2 separate regions of the Zea mays genome follow, and region 2 is linked to region 1. The links are chromatin contacts, called in public Hi-C maps. All regions are on one chromosome and are shown on one strand. Each heading gives the region's core, a stretch centred on a gene start, on an enhancer-like site or on the middle of the called end of the contact. The rest is flanking DNA. Distances are from core to core; before and after follow the strand shown.

Evidence for each region. Hi-C and Micro-C count contacts between places; a contact is called where the count stands out from the background.
Region 2: a contact with region 1 is called in a Hi-C map of endosperm, with 4 times the contacts expected there. The contact joins two enhancer-like sites. A contact is called at or near these places in 6 of 25 Hi-C or Micro-C datasets (bundle sheath, ear, endosperm and 3 more).

The regions. Positions count from the first base shown.
Region 1 is chr2:52,436,708-52,442,227 of Zm-B73-REFERENCE-NAM-5.0, forward strand. LOC103646444 (DExH-box ATP-dependent RNA helicase DExH7, chloroplastic) reads left to right here. Exons shown (of 33, transcript XM_008671176.2): 33 at 1,393-1,962. The coding sequence ends at 1,473. Among protein-coding and RNA genes, the nearest start is that of LOC103646443, 14 kb to the left of the region's middle. Within about 2 kb of position 3,789, at least 18 of the 20 cell types and tissues checked have an H3K27ac peak or open chromatin away from gene starts, as enhancers often do. A contact at or near this core is called in ear, endosperm, leaf and 1 more, where this site is marked.
Region 2 is chr2:52,556,388-52,562,128 of Zm-B73-REFERENCE-NAM-5.0, forward strand. No RefSeq gene overlaps it. Among protein-coding and RNA genes, the nearest start is that of LOC118476311, 100 kb to the left of the region's middle. Within about 2 kb of position 3,019, at least 17 of the 20 cell types and tissues checked have an H3K27ac peak or open chromatin away from gene starts, as enhancers often do. A contact at or near this core is called in ear, endosperm, leaf and 1 more, where this site is marked.

The DNA.
Region 1 (5,520 bases), core at 2,539-5,038:
GGTGTATTTTGTGTTAATGAACATGCAAGAATGGCCAGTTGATGTAATGGAAATGCGTGCAGCTGAAGCATCTATTGTCCATCTCCGCATGCAGTTGCTTAATTTCTGTTCACTGTGTCATAAAATTGTATATCTTTCTTTGTACAAAACCTGCTTGACATCACAGAAGATATGGGCTGCAAGCCTGCAACTCCCCTTTTCTAATTACCTTATCTGATTGTCTTATTTCAGATGGCAACTTTTGTTGACAACGAAGTGGTCAGGTCCATCATTCATTTATTGTTAGAAGAAGACAAGGCTCGATAAGCATGAATTCATGGCAATCCTATCGATACTAATTTTTTAGTAAAAACACTATCGGTCCCTAAAATTTTTTAGTAAAAACACTGTCGGTCCCTAAACTTTTAAGTGTATCATCCGGTTCCTACACTCCTAAAATGCACATCGAGCTTTCTTTGGTAGGGAAACTTGTATGATTGCTCGTTTGAATCATTCTACTGCATATCACTAATAAAATATATTTTTTCTAGCCCCTTTTTTCCGTCCACGTTTGAAGAATGATAATGAATAGACATACATACAAACTACATTCACATGTTAATCAATGAATTTATATTAAATCTAAAACGAATTATATTTTGGTAAATGATAATGAATAGACATACATACAAACTACATTCACATGTTAATCAATGAATTTATATTAAATCTAAAACGAATTATATTTTGGTACGGAGGGAGTAATAATTCTTGAGTTGAGTAGTAGTATCATCTGTTTGGTAATTTCATTATGATATGATAATTTTAACTGGCCAATGAGGATCAATATTTTGTAAATGTGTCCATGTGATTATGATTTCTTGCACGATTCGAAAATGTAGGAGAAATTACGGGTTGGCATCTTATCCATTTTATTTGTTGTATTGGGTGTCTTAATGGGGCCACCAGAGACAGGACACAGCCACCTGATGTTGAGAGACTGGAAACATTCTAATTGTGTTTCTATCGAAACAAAATTTGAAAGTAGGGGACTGCAAAATAAGGGTCTGTTACAGATCCGTCATCCCCTACTCTCGACCAAGTAGGGGACTGCAAAATTCACTCTACCAAAAACCACTCAAAATACCACTAACAAAAGAAGGACCTGACCAACCTTCCGCTAGAACTACTTAGCCAACCCCTTGAACGAAACCTGTCAAATAATGGTAGAAAACATGGTGTCTAGTATGTAAGTTTGAAGATACGCTTTTCAGCTACTGTTCTTGTTGCTAATGTACGCTTAATATCCAGATGATAGCCTTTTTTAGGATATAATTATGCTATTCAGTTGCATGGACAGATGGTTTTAGAACTTGGCCATTTTGATATTTTCTGTTCCGTCATTCTTTGTAGGCTTTTGATCAGTATCGGTTTCTGCCGATGTGCACGTTAGTCTGCACAGGATTCTTATTGCACAATGTGGCTGATTGCTAATGTGGAAGCTGCAAAGCGGAAAAGGAGTTTAATATATTATTCGGCTGGCTGGCTTCAGGTGTTTGGACTGCTGCAGCTGTAATCTATAGAAACAAAATACTATAGAAACCACAGTTGCAGTCGGATTAAAGCCGCAGCAAGCCGCAGTGATTAATGTGTTGCTTGTTTTATATGGAACAAGTTTGTGTCGGTCTAGTATTAGTGTAATACCCTTGTCCTAATTTTGGAGCTTACGTGCATCAACGTACAGAGCAGATAAAACTCAAAAGCCTGAATTGCCGTCAATTTTCCATCTGACACTTTGGACAGAAAAAATGAAAAAAAATGAAGAGGGAAAAACCATATACATATATGAAACTGTAGCAAATACTATTATAGATGGCAGTTAGTGATGATGAGAGTTGCATTAGGATTCCTGATATTTAGCGTTGCACACCTTGCACTTGTTGTACCTCGTGATAGTTGCAATTGAAAAATTTTGGAACCCAACCGTACGTGCATCTCGTACAAAGTACTGTCCGTTCTGAATTACTTTTTTCTTGAGAATTTTCCGTGCTTATGACAAGTGTTTTAGTACTGTAAAAAAGTGACTAGTACAGGCGTACAGCTCGGTAGGTTTAGGACGAATGATATTTTGGACTAGTATTCTAGAACTGTGGATAAATAAATAGAATAAAATCGTGCTGATGTAGAATGACATGAGGAACACGGACCTTATCGAGGATCTGTGGCGGATCGAAGGCATGAAATTTTATGGGAAATGGTGGTGAAGTGTAGAGGAAAATAGAGGAGAAAGAAGAGTGAAAAATGAGTCTCTATCTGCCTGATTGGATGGCTGTATGTCGATACGTAGGCTGGAGCCAGGCACGTACGATAATTTTGAGTGTATTGGTGGATGCAGGTTAATAACATTAAAATGATTTATTTTGCATTCACTCATGCAGATTGTGACTCCTACCTGTAAGCAACCAAACATAATCTTAAATAAAGTCAACACATGCTGTGATCAAAGATGAGATGGTGCAGATAACCAATCAGACCGTATCAGTTTGCAGCTTCCTAAATCCAAAAAAACTTGATCTGAGACGGAAGTGGATATTAGAAGAAAATGTAGAAAAAAGAAGCGTTGTCACGGTCACGACAATCTGGCTACGTTCTGAAGTTTCTGTGACGAGTGCTTAGTTAGTTGTACTAGCAAAAGAACATCGCGAACTACTGTTGTTGCAGAGAAATGCAAAATGTTATATGCATAACAAGTTCGATCTATCGTCTCTTCTACCGCGGCCTCTTGACAGTTCAAAAGTTGTACAGGTGGCACGAACCAACTATTCTTTTCGCTGACCTTTCCCCTGTATTGCCTACCCTGTAACTCGTACTCCGCCGATTTCAAATTATAATAAGACGTTTTCGTTTTTTTCTAAATACACTGCTTCAACTATATATCTGAACATAATGAATATCTAACTATATATTTAAACATAATGTATATCTTATTGTATATCAAAAATTATTTATCTAGAAAAGGTAAATGGTGTATATAAAAAATGGTCTTGTCATGAACACTAAATAAACCAACGATAATGATAAGCATGATTGTAATTTAGATGTAACATTAATCTCAAAACCAGGTATAGCAATAGCATAACTACCCAATAGTTCATTTGTATGCAAGGTGTAGAGTAAATAAAACTAGGGTAACCTATTAGGTTCCATCATATTAACCTGAACATGTCACGGTGATTATAGAGAACATTATTAGGTAAAGAAGAGTGATCAAGAGCACAACTTTCCTTTTTGATGCAACTCTAAGTACTTCTCCAATTGTTTTAAGTATCTCGCTTCTATTGGTAGCAATACATATAGACAGATAACGGATAGGTAAAATAATATTACACTAAACATAGAAAACAACTGTGTAATAATATTTTACACGTCGCTACGAGATCGTAGGTTCGAGAACCGCTAAAATCGGAGTTAAAACGATTAAGTTATGAATATCTAAAGTTACTAGGCATTTTTATATTAGTTTTACACAGGAAAATAATTATAAACGGTTTTTATGAAATTTCTTAATTCATTTTTATTTAATTAATCAGAGGAAGGGGCGACATGTATGAAATCTAAAAAATACAGGGTCTAATATGCAAGAAAAAGGACCGATTTGTGATGATTATATAACTGGCATGGACGGTGGGTTCATAACTATAAAACGTGAGGGCTCTTTTGCAAAACCTGCTCGGCGAAAGGGTATGGATGCACCACAGTCGCATGATCAGACCTCGATGGCCCATATTAGATCATTCTATTTAACGAAACGGTACGCAAGTGTGGTCGCAAGATCTTGTATCAACGGTCTGGATTTTAAACGACCAAGAGTGACTCAAATCCACTCACTATCAGGTTTGTGGATATGATTTAACGTGGTGAAGGGGTATCTCCCTGGCCGCGGTGCCCTCTTCCTTCTCCGATGGACCGTGGTGGCGGCGCTCTGCCCCTTACGACGGATGCCATGGCCGGTGCACGCATCCCGACATTTCGGCCACCGAACCCTACGTGGACCAGCGCTACACGATGCAGGACATGATACGAATCTAATTGTAGTGTTTTACTGGTGAGTTATGACCCGCAGGTTCCCATCCACGGCGTGGAGCGTCATGAGAACGAAGCGATCACACGAGGCCCCATCGCCCTGGGTAAGCGTTCCATGGGTGCAGACCTCTCTCCATGCCCATCCACAGCTCTTCGGTTGGTGCAGGGACGGGAACGATGATGGCGGCTCAGCGTCCCTCTCCACATGACGATGTTGGCGTCGAGCTCCTCCCGTTGCCGCTCGACGATGCTTCCTTAGTTCGATGGGCGAGGCGGCGCATGGGATTTATACAGGGGCACACGCCAAACCCTAATAACCCGAGTGGATCCTAACTAAGGTCTTGTTCATTTATGTCGGATTGCACCCAGAATCGTTTCAGATAATCAAAGTTTATATAAATTAGAGAATCAATCCGGTTAAGAATCGTTCCGACCCAACAATCCGGCACAAACGAACAAGACTTAACTCGGTTGTGATAAGAATCCCAAACGGATTCGATCGGTGCATACGACGGTTGAAGGCTCATTCAGTTGAAGAGATGATATGGGACCCCACATGGCGACGACAGTGAGGACGCGGGTTCAGGGCTGATCGGCCGGACCCACCTAGTGGTGGCTTGTTTGTTCGAGGCGCGCACGGGCGTGGTTGAAGTGTCGAGGACTGGTCCGACACTGAGTGAGGCGGGCTGACTTGTGGGGCCCATGCGTAAGTGACACCAGAGGAAGAAAGGGGGATGGGAGAAGTGGGTTGGCGTGAACAGGGGTTTAGGGGAGAGTTTGGGCCGAGAGAAGGAATTTGGTCCACGAGTGCAGGTGAGCCCTTTCTCTTTTTTCTATTTTCATTTCTATTTCCTATCCAACTTCAAATTTGAATCAAATCTGGTTTTGAAATTTAAATTCAGGTTTAATGCAAAGGCAAGAACTCTAGCATGAATGCAAAATATAATTTGGTTGATTGATTTGTTTATTATCCCATTTAAGCAAAGCTTTTTAAAGTATGTAACACAAAATAGAGAATAAAATGATTTCTAGTGTGTAAAATAATTTAGAGAGTACTTATATATATATATATATTTCAATAGAGGAATAACCAAAATAATATAGGGATACTTTTATTAATTTTTTACTATAAACGATATTTGTTTTAAAAGATGTACTTCAAGAATAGGAAAATTATTATAATCGGATATTTTAATTCAAAACCTTTTGGAGAACTTTTCCTATATTCCAAAATTAGATTTTGGGTGTTACACATGAAGAGGAGCAAGGTGGGGATGACATCAAACACTACAACAACACCTGATGTAGGCGGGATGACATCAAACATTTCAACAACACCTGATGCAGGCACCAACGACTTTGAGTCGAGGACGACTCAAAACCAAGAAAGGGAGAATGATGAGTACATGTACGTAAACAATATGGACAAGGCCTAATCAATCATAGATTCCCAAGCTT
Region 2 (5,741 bases), core at 1,769-4,268, 120 kb after region 1:
CACTCTTGGAATAAATGGAAATATCGTCGATGAAAACCACGATGAATCTGTCCATATCATGAACAACTTATTCTTCAGATCCATAAAATAGGCTGGTGCATTGGTTAATCCAAATGACATAACAGTAAACTCATATAATCCATATCAGGTCGAGAAAGCCGTCTTAGGAATATCCAATGGTCTAATCTTCATTTGATGGTATCCCGATCGGAGATCAATCTTCGAGAATACCCTAGCATCTCTCATCCGATCAAATAAATCCTCAATGCGGGGTAACAGGTACTTGTTCTTCACGGTAACATCATTGAGTGATCTATAATCCACACACATCCGCTGTGATCCATCCTTCTTCTGTACAAAAAGTACCGGTGCTCCCCAAGGTGAGAAACTCGGACGAATGTATCCAGCCTCTTGTAACTCCGTTAAGTGCTTCTTGAGTTCTTTTAACTCTTCTACAGACATCCTATATGTCCATTTAGAAACAGGAGCAGTTCCAGGTAAGAGATCTATGACAAACTCAACTTCCGTATCTGGTGGCATCCCTGGTAACCGCTAGTCTGGTGGCGGTAGTTACTGCAATTTCAACTTCAAATCTTTGTCCTTTGGAACTGTTGAGTTCTACGGTTCCCTTAGCACAGTGTATATACTGCCTTTGCCTTTCTTAACCATGACATATCAAGGATCACGTCTATAGTGCTCTCTTCTAACACTATAGGGGTAGCCCATCTAGGTTAGAAATACAGGGTAAGAAACGAAGAATTGTAGACAAGGCGAGTAATTACGGGGAATGTTACTGTGGGGGATTTATTAGCTAAGTAGATTAGTGTGTTATCCACTAAAGCTATTACCTTATGGTGGTACATGCTAAGATGCCCGTCTATACTATTTCAATCAATCAAAGAAGCAAATCAGGCATTGATCATCAGAACAATCAAACAACATTTTTAAATATAGAAAATAGTTTTGATTTGGTCTTAGGCCTCCTATCTCTTAAAAATGTCATAGGGGTAGGGATTCCAAGGTGTGAAACCCATCTTGTCTTAGAGTAGAAAAGGTAAGGTTGATCAGAGTAGAACAGTAGAAGGTGGGACATGATCAAGATAAGTATAGAGAGAATCAGAGTAAGGTAAGCATAGAATGAATCAGAGTAAGATAAGTAGATAAGGGTTTTGTCCATTTCTATCTAGGTTTCGTCCTACAGTCAACATTTCCTCTGATACCACTTCTGTCACACCCGACTTTAAGGGACAAAGCCAGGTGCATCTCATACATGCGCCAAAGAAGACAACATATATAATAACAGAGTGTATAGAGATCAATGTCACAAAACATCAGAGTATTTATTACATAGCGGAAGTCTTATTACAAAATAAAAGAATAAATATAGAACGAACTAAGGATCGTCGGCGCAAATGTCAACTGAGAAACGCCACCTAGATCAGATCATACTCCTCGCCTTGTGGCTCCTCCTGAACCACCTGTTCTTCTCCTGTGGGGGGTGTGAGACAGCAAGAGTGAGCTCACATACGTTCATCGCTCAACAAGTTGTGGGGAATAATGTGACATGAACTCACCAAAGGTGGGAGTTCATGTAGTGTAAGGTTGATCAATGAAATAAAGGCTGAAGCTGAGCATTGCTTTTATAAGTTGGTCAAAATTTTATTAGCAATTACTAAGTGTAAGTAAATACCGAACCTTAGAAATAATAAATAAAAGTAATAATAAAATAATCCCAGATGCAATGAAATGACAGATTGAGTTTAAGTTCCATATATTAATCATGTGAGTGTCCGAGCCGCTCATGACCGTGAGCACGGCTAGTATACCAGTTTTACACTCTGCAGAGGTTGCGCATCTTTACCCACAAGTCGTGTTACCCATTTGCCACGGAGTTGATCAGACTCCATACACCTCTACCAAGGAAGCGAGGCAGGGTACCACTACGAGGCCTTTACAAAGTTCCACTAGCTTCAGACTACCCGCTACAGTTTATAGGAAGCTCCAGTGCAGGGTTCTTGCCTGACCGCCATCGCAGCAAAATCAACCCAAGGACCTCCCTACACTGACCACTCCCCTACTGCCCTTGCCCCTTTCGGGTAAGGTAGCCCTCCACTAGCTTTCCTAGTTAATCAGCCAAGGGCGTCCCATTATACCCTTGTGGTAGCACTGTTTTCCCGGGTGGTTCTCCATGTTCCCATTAACATAATGATCTTATCATGAACATAAAATAATGAACAGATAATAACAAGTGTAAAAATGAGTGATAAATATCTTTATACCCAAATCCACATAAAGCAATAGCATGTACTACCCAAAAACTTAGTAGTAAAACCAGTGGTGAAGCAAGGTATAAAGATAGTCAAAATCTAGGGTATCCTATTGGGTCCCATCAAAATTAACCTATGCAGATCATTATGAATAATAAGAACATGAATGGGTAAAAGAAGTGATCAAGGGCACAACTTGCCTTCAGCGAGCTCCTGCTCAGCAGTCTCTACCAGCTGAACCCCAGAATCCTCTGTTGCTTGCTCGTCTACTCGCATCAATACAATACATACATAGTATAACAAAAATTAACATCACACCAAACATGTAATTAAAATACACAATAATAATCTAGTCATGAAAATAACATCATAGAAATTGGAATCATTAATTTTGGAGTTACAGATTTTAAGATACGAATTTCTGAAGGTTTCATGCATTTAATACAAGATTAAGTGATAGATAAATTTTTAATGTGTCTTTCATGCCAAAACAGAGGCACTAATGGTTAGACAATAATATTATAAAATTCTAGGAACTGGAATGGTCCAATTTGGAGTTCATATGCATTTTCTATGAATTAAACAAGTTTTTGCAATTAAATTTGTACTAAAAATCTGTTTTTAAATTAGTTTCCCTGTTTTATCTGATCTCGGGACTGGGGCTCAAATCCTAGAAAGCGCAGGGGCTAGCGCAGAAAGTTCCCTAGACACAACCAACAGTGCGAGTGGAGCGCGGGTTGATTGGCGATTTCCTAGGGGGCTCTTTAATAAATAGTACCCGCGAAGGGGTGTGGAAAGATTCGGACCGATCAGATCAGATCCGAGGGCCAGGATCGGATCACGGCCGCAGCAAACTGACCAGCAAGCGCATCCACCCGATCGACGATCGACGGCTACGATTTAATGCCGTGAAAGGGTATCGTTTTATCTAATCGCGTCCATCGCTTAGAAGATCAACGGTCCGCGCGTTTTCTTCCCCCAACGCCGCCAGATCACGATCCAACCGCGTACGCGTGTCTTCCCATTCCCGCGCCCAGATGCGGTGGCGCCGCCCGATCCACGGCGAGCCCCCACCGCCGCGACGGTAAACACACAAATTGCAGCCCCAAATCCTAATTCGATGGTGCTAACCTAACACATGGTTACGGTAATCAGAGGGAGACCCAATTAATCGTGCCCAATAGCCAAGAGGGCCCTGCCCAGGGAGCTCCGCACTCCACGGCGGAGGCCATGGCCGTGAGAGGATGCCTGTCTATCCCCGATGTCCCGACCCCGTCCGGTTCAGATTAACGCTTATAGAACGAAGGGTGAGAGCCGTGCGGAGTTCTCACCGAGATCGAAGGAGTGGGAGATCCTGCCCACGGTGAGACACGGTCCGACCGCCGCCCGTGAGCTCCGGTGAGGAATGGTCGGAGTCGTGGTGCCCTTTCGCTCTACTGACGGCCACCCGCACTACCGCGATGCCCAACCGGATGCTCCAAGGCCACACGCTGTGACCAATCGACGACGTGGGCGCGATTCCACCGGCGACTGGACCTCGTTATTCCCTAATCCTAGCGGCGGCGGCGATCAGTGTTTGCGCGCAAGAGTCAAGGGAGTGAGGGGCCAAAACCGCAGCGCACACGAGCTTTATCCCCAGCTGCCGCGGAATTCATCGGTCCGTTCCGCCTGCGCGAAATCCGCGCCCGCCGTTGCGTTCCGAGGAAGAAGGAGAGCGCTGATGCACGGGCTCCACAGCGCAGCGAGACTGGGTCGAGAGGGAGGCGCACAGCGGCTGGCAAGGTGGTGAATCCTGCAGAGTCCCGCAGAGTTCGGCTACGGTTGGAGCTGTTGCCGCGGCCGGTGAGCATGCTGCGGCGAGAGAGACGGGCTCGGTTCAACAACCGTGAAGACGGCCGACCTGATCTGTGGGGCCCAGGCTGCAGGGACGGTGCGCGCGGCTGGTTTCCTGGGCCCGCCAGTCAGTGATTCACCCGCAGTGGGGTTTGGGCTGGCGCGAGGTGGAAGCTAGGGGAATGGGCCGAAATGTGCAGACTGAGGCCCACTTAGGTATTCTTTCTTTTATTTTTTTTTCTTTTTCTAAGTTTAACTTGAATTCGAATTTTAAATTCAAATTTGTGCCAAATTTATTCTCAAATCAAATTGTGAGATTAAAAATACCAACTTTGGAAGTATAATTATATTATTTATATTCTTATGTCCTTTTTCTTCTTCTTATTTTCAAAACCCTACTTTCAAATTTAGGGTTTTAATTCCACTTCTAATGTCCATTATCTTATTATTTTTTTCCTTATTATTCTATCTAATGCACAAGCATATAAAACTCCAACAAAATGCTCTTTCTTTTATTTTTACATCATTTGTTTTTAATTAAGCACTAATTATTATATGTGTGCTCTTTTTATGATGCAATTAAGGCACATAAAATTGAGGAGATTTCTCTATTGTTCTTTGTATACAATTTTGAGTATTACACCGTTGCAGTCGAGCATTGCGCTGGTAGCCGTTGCTCCGCTTGGTGCACCGGACAGTCCGGTGGCACACCGGACAGTACGGTGAATTATAGCGGAGTGGCGCTGCAGAAACCCGAAGGTGAAGAGTTCAGAGGTGTACGGTCCTGGCACACCGGACAGTCCGGTGTGCCAGACCAGGGCACACTTGGGTTTCTTTGCTCCTTTCTTTTTAAACTCTAACTTGATCTTTTTATTAGTTTGTGTTGAACCTTTATGCACCTGTAGAATATATAATCTAGAGCAAACTAGTTAGTCCAATTATTTGTGTTGGGCATTTAACCACCAAAATTATTTATAGGAAAAGGTTAAACCCTATTTCCCTTTCAATTTCTCCTAGTCAAAATCTATGCAATAAATAAGCTATCTTATGTGGAACTATGGTTTTGACTAAGTGTTTCTATCTCTAAAGAAAAGAGTTGTGCAGCCTAGGTTCCAAACCTATCCACTACTCTATAACAAAGTTAGGAAGGTAAAGCACACAACCAAAGCAACACAATATAAATGCAGATGCTTAAGTGCGATAGATACAAACGCCTGCCAACGACTCTAGTATTTTATCGAGGTATCAAGAATCGCACAAACTCTCCCCTAATTATCGTTGGAGCACCACACAAAGTAAGCCCATGTGAGGGCCAAGCTCTCAGTCAGATAACTCTATGGATTGCTTCGGTCCTTCATGCTCATCCAAGTGGGTCTCTGATCTGGCCTCTCTCGGATGCTCTCTGTCGTCTCCACTATCATGTTTCTAGCCAAAATACTGCGGGTCACATTTCCTCCAGTACATAGTGGTGGCCACACCATAAATACTTGGTGTGATCTCGTAAGATTAGTCCCTTCTGTACAACTATTACAATGGTGCACACAAGCACCAAGGGGTAGAGGTATCAATTCCTCACTTCTAACACTAGGAAAAAACTATAGAAAAGTGATATATAAAGCGGTCTAACTAACCTAAGCACTT